Linked DNA regions of Mus musculus: regions 1 and 3 are each linked to region 2. Evidence: chromatin contacts called from public promoter capture Hi-C data. All regions are on one chromosome and are shown on one strand. The core of a region is the stretch at or near the end of the contact, and the rest is flanking DNA. Distances in the headings are between cores, read along the strand shown. Region 1 holds the start of Bcl3 (B cell leukemia/lymphoma 3). Region 2 holds the start of Klc3 (kinesin light chain 3). Region 3 holds the start of Cblc (Casitas B-lineage lymphoma c).

Region 1 (4,385 bases), core at 1,455-3,954, 420 kb before region 2:
CCCCAGCGCTATCATGTTAGGCATAGAAGACTTTTATTCACTCAGTGTGTGTTTGTGTGTGCACACGGGGCAGGACATATGGAGAACAGAGGACACCAGTGGGAGTCGTTTGTCTCCTCCAACCCAAGACTGAACCCAAGTCATTTTGCTTGGTGACTAGCACCTTTATCTGATAAGCCACCTCACTGGCCACTTCTTCATTTTGGGGGCCATGTAGCCCAGGCTAGCTTCAAACTTTTTCTGTAAGTAGCTAAGGCTAGGCTTTGTCCTAGCCTTCACCTCCATGGTGTTGGAATACTGAGCCTGCACTATCCAGGCTGCATTTTTGTTTTTGTTTTATTTTTTACTCTTATTATTGAAATAGAGTCTCCACAAGTTGCCCAGTTAGCCTTCAGCTCACTCTGTAGCCCAGGCTAGTTGCAACCTTTCTATACTCTTTCCTTAGCTCCTGAGTACCTCAAATATGCAACTCCCCAGGTGGCTTGGAGGTGAGATTTGAACACAGATCTCTTCAAATCAGTAGCCGCTCCCCTGATTCACCTTAATGGAACACTATGGGGTGGGGTGGGGGGTGAGGCAGCCGGAGAGACAAAAGGCAATGGGAAGTGGTAAGGTCGCCTGGCACTTCGAATCCCACAAACCAGGTTAACCATCCACCTGGGTGCGGCCTCAGCCGGCCAAAGTCCCTTCACAACTCCACACCCACTTACACGGTCCCAGAGAAGCACCACGGAGGGCACAGGGACAAAAAGGGACAGAAAAATGGAGGTGGTGACTCTCACCTGTAATTTCAGCACAGAGGCAGAGGCAAGAAGATCGCCCCTAGTTCGTGGCCAGCCTGGGCTAAAGAGAGTCTCCTTGCCTGGAAAAAAAAAAGGAGTCAGGGAACAGAATGCAGGGCCAGGTTTGTAGAGACACATGAACATCCAGAGAAAGAACCAGAGAACCCTGAGAATCCTCTGAGCAGGTTTGCCATGCGGTGCTATTCCCCTGCCTCTCTAAGTCTACAAAGCCGCCCCGCCCCCCTCCGCCTCCCTGTGACTCAGTGACCTGGACTCAACCCCAGTGTGTGCTCCACCTCCCGGGATGTCCGGGAAAGCCCCGAGCTGCTGCCCCGCCCCGGGGCGGACCCGGAGGAGGCGGAGCCTCTGCCCCGCCTCCCCGGCTCCAGCGGGTTTGAGTCAGGGCCCCAACCAGCCCGGCCTGTTCCCCACCAGCCAGCCCCTCCTTGGGGTGGGAAGGGAAGTGGGGAAAGCTGAGGGAGTCAACCTACACCCCCCAACCCCCACAGTTGTCTGGCCTTGAGCCCTAAGTGAGGCCTGCTGGTCCAAACTCTTAACTCTCCCTATCTACACTTGCATCTCTCAGGATCTGTCTCCAAATCTCCTCTCTCTCTCTGCATCTGGGATTCATTGGCGTTTCGTTCTTTGAGGCCTCTGGCTGGGTGCAGGGACCTGGCAAGGAGACACATTCAGAGCTCTCCTGCACCCCTAGCTATCCTGTGCCCTGCGAGTTAGGAGGCATGAGGAAGGCAGAGGGTGGCTACTTTCTGCCAAGAACCAGTCTCTGCCTTGGGCTGGGCTTTTCTCTCGCACAAAGAGTGAGTCTGGGCTCACCCTGATGGTGCAGACCTGCATCCCACCTCAGACAGGAAGATTCAGGTTCTAAGCCATCCTGGGCTACAGAACAAAGGCAAAGCCAGTCCGAACAGCTTAGTCTTAAAACGGAACGCAAAGAGGGCTGGGAGATCGCTCAAGTGCACAAGCTCCTAGGCTCCAGCATTGCAAAAAGGAAACGGCTCAGAGGGAGAAGTGCATGGCCAAGGTCACCCAAGAGGAAGTAGGACTCAGGATTCAGACCCATGCCCTAGCAACCCTGTGGCCTCTAAGGACTTCAGAGTTGGCACTAAGGGAGATGGCTGAAAGAGTCAGAAATACTAAAGGAAAGATGGGACCAGTGGGAGGGGAAGGTGCTCACAAAAGTAGAAGCGATCGCCAGACACAGCCAAGAGATTCAGAGATGGGGGATTTGGGGGAGGGGCTTAGAAGTATGGATCCCTAGCACGCAGGAGCCTCCCCCCCCCCCCACCAGCCAACAGAAACGTTTGCCGGTTATGGTGTCCCAGGCGAGATGGGAGGTAGAGGAGGGAGGATCAGGAGTTCAAGGTCATCTTCCGCTACACAGCAAATTTAAGGCTAGCCTTCGATCCATGGTCCAAGAAAAAAAGAAAGGAAGGAAGGAAGGAAGGCAGGCTGGCTGGCTGGAAAGATAGATAGATAGATAGATAGATAGATAGATAGATAGATAGATAGATAGATAGATAGACAGACAGACAAATAGATCAAGGCACAGTAGTGCAAGTGTCATTTCAGCACTCAGGAGGTTGAAACAGGAGGAACAGAAGTTCAAGACCACCCTCTACTACATAGTGAGTTCGAGACTAGCCTGGGCTACAGGAGCTCCAGTCTAACAAAGCGAGAGACAGACAGAAGATGTGAGAATCTCAAGGACTCAGACCCAGACAGAGCTCCCGGCCAGAGGCACAATGAGCAGAGTGGCGGGTGGGGACCAGGAGCTCCGCCTCCGAGACGCGGGTCCAGGAAACCCCTGGGGCGGACGGGTGGCCCCGGGGGCCCGGGGGCGGGGAGGCGGGAGGCGGGCGCCGCCCCGACTGACAAAAGTCCCTTCAGTTCAGTCGGCGGCAGGGGAAGTCCCGCTGCCCGGCGAGACCGCCTTCCCGTGCCGAGCTCGCCGCACGCCCCGGCGTCTCCGGGCGGCCCGATGCCCCGATGCCCCGCGGGGGCCATGGACGAGGGGCCCGTGGACCTGCGCACCCGGCCCAAGGGCACCCCGGGCGCCGCGCTGCCACTCCGCAAACGCCCGCTGCGCCCCGCGTCCCCAGAGCCCGCAACCACGCGCAGCCCCGCTGGACCCCTGGACGCCCTGCGCAGCGGCTGCGACGTCCCGGTTGTCCCTGGGCCCCCCCACTGTGTGGCCAGGCCGGAGGCCCTTTACTACCAGGGTGAGTGGCCTCCCCCATGAAAGTCAGGGCCGGGTGGGGGCCACCTAAGGTCAGCAGAACACAGGACACAAATAGTTGGGGTTCCTGGTAGCTGGGACTCCAGGGTGCAAGTTGATGACCCAAAGACAGCTAGGAAAGAGGTTGAGAGGCCCTGGAGCTCAGCCATGGGCGTGCCAAGAAGTTCACCCAGGCAGGTGCCCAAGGGTCAAATGGCCTTGGGGAATGGGGGTCAGAAGACAGCGTCCAGTGTCGCAGATATGGGATCCCAAGACACTCCAGAGACGCAGAATATCTGGTTGGGAGAGACCAGATGTTCAGAACTATGAATAATCGTCACTCGGACCTTGGAAACTGGGGTTCTGGTAAGCAGATATGGGGAGATGAATAGAAATGGACCCAGGATCCAAGGAGGCTGATACGGTAGGTTAAAATCCTGGGAACCGAGGTCTTAGGGCGATAGTGACTGCATTCTGCAGGCTAGTTGTGAGCACTCACAAGTGTCCCTGGGTCAGGTGGCCCTAGGGGCAGGCTTGGGGACTGAGGGTTCTAAGAGAGGGAACACAAGGAATTTAGAAACTGAAGGGCTTCGGTCCAAGGAGAGGGATTCGGGGACCTGGGAAGGGGGGACTTTAGAAAGGGAACCCCAGAGCTGGTCAGACAGCAAGAAACCGGATACCTTTCTCTTCAACTTTTATATCCAGGAAGGGACATCCACCTGCAGTAGGCACATTACTATCTGCTAAATACCCCAGCGCTGCTGAGGTCTCTGGGCCCTCCAGGTTCTTCAGCTACTACCTATCATGCTCCAGCAGGAGGACACTATGTAACAAGAGACCTTCTCCATCTGATGAGAACCCTGCCCTCCATTTCCCCATCTGTGCAATGACCCTTCCCAACGTTGTCATCCAAAAGGGTTCTAAAGGACAAGTTTTCTGACAGCCCCAACTCCCCAGATCCCCTACACCCAGATATTAGCTTGTCATTTATTCCTTCAGCTAATTACTCACAGTGTAATCTTATAACTGAAGTCCCCTGCTGGGTGGTGACAGGGCTCTCTCTGCCCTTAAGGGTCCTTTCTGTAGATGGAGGTCAGACATTTGTGAGAGAAGAGATGTGATGTAGGAAGGAATAGGAATAAGGAATGAAGGTTAGGGTAAGGGATGGGGGCTAGAGGTGAGGGATGGGGGCTAGAGGTGAGGGGTGGGGGTTAGAGGTGAGGGGTGGGGACTAGAGGTGAGGGGTGGGGGTTAGAGGTGAGGGGTGGGGGCTAGAGGTGAGGGATGGAGGTTAGAGGTGAGGGATGGAGGGTGCAGGAGCAGGGAGGAGGGGCACGAACAAGAACATTATCTTGGGTGTTGAGGGC
Region 2 (4,617 bases), core at 1,385-3,884:
CCTAGCTCAGCCTCCCAGGTGCTGGGATTACAGGCATTTGCAACGTTCTTATCTGAGGTCTCCACAAATAACTTCATCTCTCAGAGCATCATTCCTCATCTTCACATGGGCCTGGTGTAGGAGTCTATGGGTATGACTGTATGGCTTAAGGGTTCTTCCATTCCTAGGCTGTGTGACCTCAAAGAAACCACTAACCTCTCTGGGCTCCATAGTCCCCATCCATACAATGGAGCTAATTAATGCACATGGTGGGAGCATGAATGGAAGTCATTTGCATGGAGGATTTGGTTCAGGCCCTGTTACCCTGTTACTGGGCACCCCGAAACCCAGCCCTGCTTTGGGGTGTACAGTGTGCTGGAACAACGGCTGCCTTCCTAGAGGTTTGCTCCTAATCTGTTTCTCCTGTCACATGAGGAAGAAGACGGCAGGTTAAGTATGAACCTATGGGGCCAAAGAGATGGGGGTTGGGGACTCTCCAGCGTATCTGGTTCTCACCGGCGCCTGCGGAGCCATTCTCCTTCTGCAGGACACAGGCCACAGCGGAGGAAGTGCTTAGTAAGGCCACTCCTTCCACCAGATGGCCGCAGGACTTGAACTCAAGTTTTCAGGCTTGGCAGCGAGAGCCTTTAGATGCTGAGCCGTCTCACCCACCCAAAAACCTTTGGAGGAACTGCGGACAACGATCTCCGGAAGTAGGTTCCCTGAATCTGGTTCTGTACAGAAGGAACCGGAGGACAGCACACAGCCAGCAAATGACAGAGCTGGGATCTGCACCTGACCAGCCCCTGTCTGCTTCATGATGAACGTGCAGCAGATCTGTTGTTAGTGTCCTAAGACCAGAGCGGTGGCACAGAACTTAGCTGCCCTCTCCATTCCTCTTTATTCTAGAAATAACTAGAACCGTTACAACACGATTTATGTCTAGGCTTCAACTCATACTCAGGTTCCAGGACGCTGCCATGCACTCACAGTTCAATTTGGCGGGCACCTGTCTCTAGTGTGGCGACCTGGAGTGTGCAGGGATGACGACACCCGAGGCCACGAGGCTGCGAGCCTGGGGCTGGGAAGGGGGGCGGGGGTGGTGTCACAGAAGTGGCCACTGAGAGCTTCCTGGAGGAGGACATCTAGGCTCTGGAGGGCGAGCACACCGAGGCGGCTCCGTGGACCCGCAGTGCCATCTGGTGGCGGTTTCGTGCACTGCAGGGACCTTTCATAACTTCTAGAATTTGCTTCGTTCATCCTGTAAATACTTTTTGCGCATCTGCATCATGCCACTCTACAGTCTTGACCTTGAAGACGACCAGAGAGACACAGGGCACGCGTTGTAGAATATTAAAGACCCAGGAGCCTACATTAAGAGATTCTTAGATACTGCAGCATGGGAGCTATTCAGGAGGCTGAGGCAGGACTGTAAGTTTGAGCCCAGCTGAGCTTTATAGGGAGACTCTATCCCCCCTCAATAAAATAAAGGTAACTAGGGTACAGTGGCTGTATTTTCAGAATTAAGTGAGACCCTGCCTCAGAAAAGGAGGGCAGAGAGAATTAATAAAATCAACACACACACACACATCTATATCTATATCTATAAATATATATATGGCAGGGAGAGCTAAATAGTAGATGCTTTTTCCTTGTATTCACAGGGCTCTGGGTACCACTCCCAGCAGTGCACACACTACTGTTAGCTCATGTTAATCAATTCAGGTCTTCCAGAAGACCCAAGTTCAATTCCCAGCACCCACATGGTGGCTCACAATTGTCTGTAACTCCAGTTCCAGAGGATCTGATGCCCTCACCCAGATCTACAGGCAGAACACCAATGCACAGTAATATAAATCTTTAAAATAAAGAAAACCCCTCTTACTTATGTGTCCGTATGTATACACAAATGCACGTGTGTGGGTGCCCACGTTCCATCCATGCATGTGAATCCATCCAGGCTCTCCTTGACCAACTCCGGAATAATTCCCAGGAGTCAGTTTTCATGGTTCTTGGAGATGAAACTCAGGCTGTCAAGCTTGGCAGCTAGCGCCCTTACCATCTTCTCAGCCAGGAATAGTTGTGCAAGGTCTTCAGGTTGTAATTATTAAAACAATATTTTTTGGAGATTTTTATCTTTATTTTATGTGTGTCTGTGGAGGCCCTGGAAGAAAGTGCTGGATCTCCCTGGAACTGGAATTACAGATGATTTTGAGCCGACATGTGGGTTCTGGAAATCGAACCTGGGTCCTCTGCAAAAGCAGCCAGCACTCTTACCTGATGAGCCATCTGTTTATTCCATATTTGTGTATGTATGACTGGACACATGTAGAAGTCAGAAAACAACATGTGGGAGTCCGTCTCTGTCCACCCTGAAGGTCTCAGGGATCGAACTCAGCTCCTCAGGATTGGCAGCATGCACCCTTACTGTCTGAGCCTTCTCGAAGGCCCCCAGATAAAGTTTTCAGAAGTTCTCGGAACGCAGGTTTCACCGAATGCTGCGGCAGAGGGCGTGGCCTGGGCGCCTGCGGGGGCGTGCGTTGCCTCCATCGGCCCCGCCCCGCCTCTAGACCACAGGTTTCTCAATGTGTGCTGGCGGAGGGCGCGGCCTGCGCACCTGCGGGGGCGTGGCTTTGCCCTGCCCCACCTCCCTCAGGAGCCTCCGGGAAGGCGGCGGCCGCGCAGCGGGAGCAGCCCGGTCTCCGCGCAGCGAGGCGGCTCGGGCGGGCGGCCGTCAGGTGGGCACGGGGGACGGCGGCGGCTGCTTCGGGATTCCCGAGGGGGCCGCAGGGATGGAGGGAGGGAGCCAGGGACCTGGTGGCCGGGATGAGCCTCGGGGTCCCCGCGGAGCCCCGCCCGGCCCCTAGCGGAGTAGAAAAACAGCTGCGGGCGGGGCGGGGCCTTGTGACGCGAAGTCCGGTGCAGGGTCTCCGCGGCCGCGGGGAGGGGCTGGCCGGCTGTCGGAGGGTCCCCCGCTGCAGCCTGAGGGTGCAAGACATGCATGGTAAGGGAGCCTGCGCGAGGTGTGCAAAGAGAGGGAGAGTAAGGCAGGGCGCACTGTGGAAACTGAGGCGGGAGGAGCGGAGTTGGAGGCGAGCGAGCCTGGGCTTCGTACTCAAGGGAGAGAGACAGAAGGAGGGCGGATGTGGGTACAGATGCCAAAGGGAGGGAGAAAAAGAAAAGGAACGTGGGCCAGCAAGGAGAGTAAAGGTGTTGATGCCAAACTGTCTATTTCTCAAGTTTGATCCACAGGATCCGAAAGGTGGGAGGAGAGAAAGGACTCCTCCCTTAAGTTGCAAGTTGTTCTCTTGGCAATCCATGTGCCTCTGCACACACAATAAGTACATAAAGGGAAAAAAGTTGACTAGGGACCAGGCATCATGATGCACACCTATAATCCCAGCACTCGGGAGGCAGAGACAGGCGGATCTCTGAAGACAGCCAGGGCTACACAGAGAAATTCTGTGTCAATGTATACATATTCATACATATGTATATATATTAGAGAAAATCTGTATCAACATATATATACACATACATATGTATATATAAAATTATATATATTTTAAAAGTAAGAAAGAGTCACATTGTGGGTAAGAGTGTAAAAGAAATGAGCTACCATGTTACTCAGTGATGGGGACAGAGTGAATGTGGATGATCTTGTCTGTCTCCTGTGTGTGTGTGTGTGTGTGTGTTACATGCGGACTGTGCATAGCACTGAGCATGTGTGACTGAGATACTGGGTCAACTGTATACTTGTGGTTGATTCACACAGATGGCCATGTGTGGCAGGGAATGGGGTTGGATCTAGGTGTTGCGTGGCAGTGGGGGTGGAGTGTGTGGAATTGTGTCAGTGATATGTGACTGTCACTGACTAACTGTTGGCTGTGTGTGGGTATGTGGGTGACTGTGTCTGCAAGCTGAGGTTTACTTAGGTGTGTGTGTGTGTATACGTGCACACACGTGAGTGTGGGGCAAGCCTGCTGTGGACTAGTGAAGCTCTCTTGGGGCTCCTGTGAGTGCCGGGGACAGCTCGAGTGGCAGATGGCTGCGGCTGAGCTGTGGGAAGCTGCATATGGAGCATGGCCCCTTGGGTCTGAGATTGTGCGGTGGGGAGGGCGGTGGTGATCCTGGCCACACTGGGGCAGAGTCAGGATGGCTCACCCTGAGCTTGTGTGAGACTGACTACTTACAGGGTGTGTGAGGTTGAGCCTACCCAGGTTCTACACGCGCTCACCGGTGATCTTACTCACGTGCCTCGTATATGGTATGGTATTTTGGTTTTGTTTGTAGAGATGAAGTGACCTGAACACCTGATCCTCCCATTTCTGTATTGGGATTACAGGTGTGAGACTCCACATCTGGGGAGAAGTTGAAATGTTATTTCTTTCTTCAAAGATTTATTATATGTAAATAAACTGTAGCTGTCTTCAGACACTCCAGAAAAGGGTATTAGATCTCATTCCAGGTGGTTGTGAGCCACTATGTGGTTGCTGGGAATTGAACTCAGGACCTCTGGAAGGGCAGTCAGTGCTCTTAACTGCTGAGCCATCTCTCCAGCCCCAAAATGTTTTTTCCCATTCCTGCTCGATCCGGTCCTGCTCCTGAAATTTTATTTTATTTTATTTTATTTTATTT
Region 3 (4,577 bases), core at 170-2,669, 390 kb before region 2:
TCAGAGGACAGCTCATATTACTCCCTTCTCTCCTGCCACTCTGTGGGTTCTGAGAACCAAATTCAGGCTGTCAGGATTGGTGAGGAGCACTTTCACCCAATGAGCCAAATTCCCAACCCCGTTCGGTTGTTAGAAACAGAACCTTGCTTTGTAGCCCAGGCTGGACCATAATTCAACATCTTTGTTCTCTTCTTCCTGAATAATTAGGTTTAAAATTATCTGAAAACACATTCAACTTCAATTTTTTATGTTTGTTTGTTTGTTTGTTTTGGAGACAGGATTTCTCTGTGTAACTCTGGCTTACCTGGAACTCTCAATGTGTAGACCAGGCTGGCTCTAAATCAGAAATTAGTCTCCCTCTGACTCCATCGTGCTGGGATTTTTTTTTTTTAATAATAAAAGATATTGTACCAGGCATGCCCCGTGCCTTTAGTCCAAGCATTTGGGAGGCAGAGGCAGACAGATCTCTGTGAGCTTGATGCCAGCCTGGTCTACAGAGAGAGTTCCAGGACGCCCAGGGTTGTATGGTGAGATACTGTCTAAAAAAACAAAGCTAGAACAACAAAGTGTGTGTGTGTGTGTGTGTGTGTGTGTGTGTGTGTGTGTGTGTGCTTACCCAGGGTGTCTTCAGAGGACAGAGGCTTCAGATCTCCTGGATCTGGAGTTTTTGCCAAACAGGGAGGGAGAGGAAGGGAGAGGAAGGGAGAAGGAGAGAGTGAGAGAGCAGGCAGGCTGAGGAGTCAGTACCGGGCCTAGCTGGGGTGGTGGCTGGCTTGCTGGATGCCCTGGGTGCCCTGGGGCAGAGAGAACCGTGTCCACGGCGCCCTCTGGTGGCTGTCTGAAGCATAATCAGGGCGGACCTACAGGTCTGGCAGGTTGGGGTGCAAACCTGCCCGGCAGCCACTTCCTGCAGCCCTGTGCATTCCTGAACGCCACTTTCCGCCACACCCCTTTCACCTCTTTTGAAAATCTGGGTACTTAAACTGTAACTAAATTTCCCTTACCTGCCACGGGAGCCCGAACTCCGGTGGTTCTAGTACCTTACCTCGGGGACATAGAGTAACTACTTGACTTTCTGTTCTTAGAAGACTCAGCTCTCTGACTCCCCTATGAAGAAAGACTGACAGCTTCAGCCACAATTCATGAAAGGGTGCCTTGTCCCAGAGCCCTACTTGCGGAACCACCTCTTTTCTCAACACCAATAAATCCAGACTCTAGCCCTCCTCTCTCAGACCCAGGGGTCTAGTCCCAGCTCTCCTCCCTCAGACTCTACAGGCGTCCAGCTTCAGCCGTCCTCCCTCAGACTCTCCAGGCCGGCCCCTTTTACCTACAGTCCCCTCCTGGTCCTCCAGGACCTGCCCCCTGCTCCCTCTTGGTCCCGCCCCTACCTGGAGCCTTTCCCCGCCACACCCCTCCGTCCCAGTCCCAAGCCACCCGAGGGACCCATGGCTGCGGCGGCAGCCCCGCGAGGGTGGCAGCGGGGCGAGCCACGCGCGCTTAGCCGGGCGGTGAAGTTGCTCCAGCGCCTAGAAGAGCAATGCAGGGATCCCAGGATGGTCACGGGGCCCCCGTCCCTGCGGGACCTGCTGCCCCGCACCGCGCAGCTACTTGGAGAGGTGGCAAAGGCCCGGCGCGAGGCCAGGGAAGACCCCGAGGGTCCCGGTGGCGCCGATGACTTTCTGGCCATCTACCTGGCCAATCTGGAGGTCAAAGGCAGGCAGGTGGCGGAGCTCCTGCCACCCCGAGGCAAAAAGGACGTGAACCAGGATGTTTTCCGGGAGGGCTCCAGATTCAGGTGAGCGCTAACCTACCTCAGAGACAAGTCACAAACTAGTGATTTCCGGATTGTGTGCCACCAGCCGCCTGTTCCCTCAGACCCAGGGGTCCAGGTTCCACCCTCCTCCTTCAGACCCAGAAGTACAAGCTTCAACTCTCCTCAATCAGACCCAAAAGTCAAGACCCTTTATTCCATCAGACCCAGGAGTACAGGTCCAGCCTTCCTCCCCATTATTCCCCCCTTTAAGCACCCTTGCCTCCAGGCCCCCTTTCTTCCTTTTGTAGATCAGCTTGAACCTGGGGTGCAGGCGTGTGTCTCTCCTAGAAGAGCAAACTTCAGCTGGGCAGTGGTGGCGCACGCCTTCAATCCCACTGGGAGACAGAGGCAGACGAATTTCTGAGTTCGAGGCCAGCCTGGTCTACAAAGAGTTCCAGGACAGCCAGGGCTACACAGAGAAACCCTGTCTCGGAACAACAACAAAAAATAAAAGAGCAAACTTCCTGTTGGGGAGGCAGGATGAGTTGGACCCACCTGTCCAGCCTGAGAAACAGGCCAGCCCCCACTCCCACCTCCACTTCCACCTGTCTGGGTTCCAGCAAAGATGTCTGTTCCAAGGATCTTAGACGTGCCTGCCCTCTGGCTTGTGGGACAACTGCATAGAACTGGAGCTGGAACCCAGAGCAAGGTCTAAACTGGTGATTTGGGTCTGGCTCCCTAGCCTTGTTGTGACTTGCCTGAATAAATAAATATATATATCACATATATATATATAGTATAATATATAGAGACACACATGTGCATATATATGTGTATATATATGTATGTATGTGTGTGTGTATATATAATGAAAATACATATCTCTTTTTTCTTTCTTTCTTCCTTTCTTTCTTCCTTTCTTTTTTTCTTTCTTATGTAGTTCCAGCTGGCCTTTAAACTCGATCTGTAGACCAGGCTGGCCTCAAACTCACAGAGATCCACCTCCCTCTGCCTCCTGAGTACTGGGGTCAAAGGGCTCTGGCACCACAATCAGCCCAGAGTAATAAACTGGTTCTCTTGTTTGGTTGGTAGATTGGTTGGTTGTTTTTGGATCCCATTTCTCTGTGTAGCTCTAGCTATCCTGGAATTCCCTCTGTAGACCAGGCTAGCCCAGAACCCACATAGATCCACCTGCCTCTGCCTCTGAGAGTAAAGGCCGTACCACCACTGCTCAGTTACAGATTTCTTTTGTTGTTGTTGTTTTTTGTTTTGTTTTTGTTTTGTTTTTTCGAGACAGGGTTTCTCTGTATATCCCTGGCTGTCCTGGAACTCGCTTTGCAGACCAGGCTGGCCTCGAACTCAGAAATCCACCTGCCTCTACCTCCGGAGTGCTGGGATTAAAGGCGCGCGGCACCACGCCCGGCTAGATTTCTTTTTTATCACTTGGAATTAGCTTTCACTGTTAGTGTGCATACACTGGTCAGAGTCAGAAGACAGGTTGCCAGTGTTTTTAACAGCTGAACCAACTCTAGCCCCAATTGTTACAATTTTTGTTACTTCTTTCAGCCTGCCTTGTTGCAGTCTGGTGTATATGCCACAGCTAAAGCACCTGCTAGAGAGATGGCTTTGGGAAGTGGTTCTCAACCTGGCCATCCAACCACCCTTTCACAGGGTCTCCTAAGACCATGGGAAAGCACGGGCGTTTACATTATGACTCATAACAGTAGCAAAAAGGAAGTAGCAAGGAAAATAGTTTTATGGCTGGGGTCACCAGAACATACAGAACTGTATTGAAGGGTCTCAGCCTTAGGAAGGCGGAGGAGCACTGGCTTAGAGGCAGAGGGCTTTCTGCTCTAGCAGAGGACCCAGATTCCAGCGCCCAGGATGGATGGCTCATAATCACCTGTAACTCCAGCTCCAAGGGATCGGACACCTCTTCGGACCTCCTCAGGAATCCACACTCATGTGCACATATCGATTTACACACACACACAGAGATACACACACATGCATGCACACGTACACAGAATTAAAAATAAAAGTAATTTTTTTCTTTTTTTTTTTTGGTTAATATTTTTTAAAAGACTTATTTTTATTTTATGTAACCCCTGAGCTCCAAAAGTAAATCTTAAAAAGAAGAGGAGGAGGAGGAGGAGGAGGAGGAGGAGGAGGAGGAGGAGGAGGAGGAGGAGGAGGAGGCAGGCCAAATGGTGGTGCATACCTTTAGTCCCAGCACAGGTGGATCTCTGAGTTCAAGGACAGCCTGGCCTACAGACTGAATTCTAGGACAGCCTGGGCTACAAGAGAAACAGCAGCAGGTCCTTTAATTGTGGAATATTGTAGCTGTTTCAAAAAACCAAGCAAACCAAAGAACCAGCTTGTCACTCTAGGCTGAATGTGGTGCCAGAGCCCTCTGAGCACTCAGATCTCAGCACTCAGGAGGCAGAGGCAGGCAGATTTCTGATAGTTTGAGGCCAGCCTGGTCTACAGAGTGAGTTTAAAGGCCAACTCAAACTATATAATGAGATATCGTCTCAAAAAAAAGGGTGGGGGATGGGGAAGGTAGCTTCCTGTCTGAGCCAGCCAGAGTTGCTGATGGCAAACTCATTGGGCTACACAGCTCTGCATTCTGGGAAGCGAGGTTGCTAAGAAACTGTCAGGAGCCCTACAGACCTGGCCACGGAAGCTATTAGTATAAATGAGAAATATAATAAAATCAGCATGCACTGAGTGCTAACCCAATATAATATGCAGGGTTTTTTTGATTTTGAAAATGCTGGGGATGGAACCCAGAACCCTAAGCATGGTAGGCAGGGGCTTTTCC

Evidence for each region. Promoter capture Hi-C pulls out the DNA fragments that hold promoters and counts their contacts. Capture Hi-C pulls out chosen DNA fragments and counts their contacts.
Region 1: a contact with region 2 is called in a promoter capture Hi-C map of liver. The contact joins the promoter of Bcl3 here to the promoter of Klc3 in region 2. A contact is called at or near these places in 8 of 39 promoter capture datasets (the C10 cell line, the HPC-7 cell line, HPC-7-derived erythroid cells and 5 more), 1 of 15 datasets of contacts at CTCF or cohesin (embryonic stem cells), 2 of 484 Hi-C or Micro-C datasets (both in embryonic stem cells), 3 of 115 datasets of contacts at active chromatin or transcription factors (embryonic stem cells, large pre-B cells and stem cell-derived neural progenitor cells) and 2 of 9 other capture datasets (adipose tissue and liver).
Region 3: a contact with region 2 is called in a promoter capture Hi-C map of the HPC-7 cell line. The contact joins the promoter of Cblc here to the promoter of Klc3 in region 2. A contact is called at or near these places in 15 of 39 promoter capture datasets (the C10 cell line, the HPC-7 cell line, HPC-7-derived erythroid cells and 10 more), 2 of 15 datasets of contacts at CTCF or cohesin (embryonic stem cells and large pre-B cells), 37 of 484 Hi-C or Micro-C datasets (the AtT-20 cell line, the Ba/F3 cell line, CD4 T cells and 17 more), 2 of 115 datasets of contacts at active chromatin or transcription factors (embryonic stem cells and stem cell-derived neural progenitor cells) and 3 of 9 other capture datasets (adipose tissue, embryonic stem cells and liver).

What each region holds. Positions count from the first base shown.
Region 1 is chr7:19,821,074-19,825,458 of GRCm38.p6, reverse strand. It overlaps Bcl3 (B cell leukemia/lymphoma 3), which reads left to right and starts at 2,704. Exons shown (of 9, transcript NM_033601.3): 1 at 2,704-3,022. The coding sequence starts at 2,782.
Region 2 is chr7:19,402,121-19,406,737 of GRCm38.p6, reverse strand. It overlaps Klc3 (kinesin light chain 3), which reads left to right and starts at 2,634. Exons shown (of 13, transcript NM_001286039.1): 1 at 2,634-2,717. Gm38954 (a long non-coding RNA gene) reads right to left here and starts at 1,049. Exons shown (of 3, transcript XR_881873.2): 1 at 970-1,049.
Region 3 is chr7:19,793,651-19,798,227 of GRCm38.p6, reverse strand. Cblc (Casitas B-lineage lymphoma c) reads left to right here and starts at 1,419. Exons shown (of 12, transcript NM_023224.5): 1 at 1,419-1,795. The coding sequence starts at 1,446.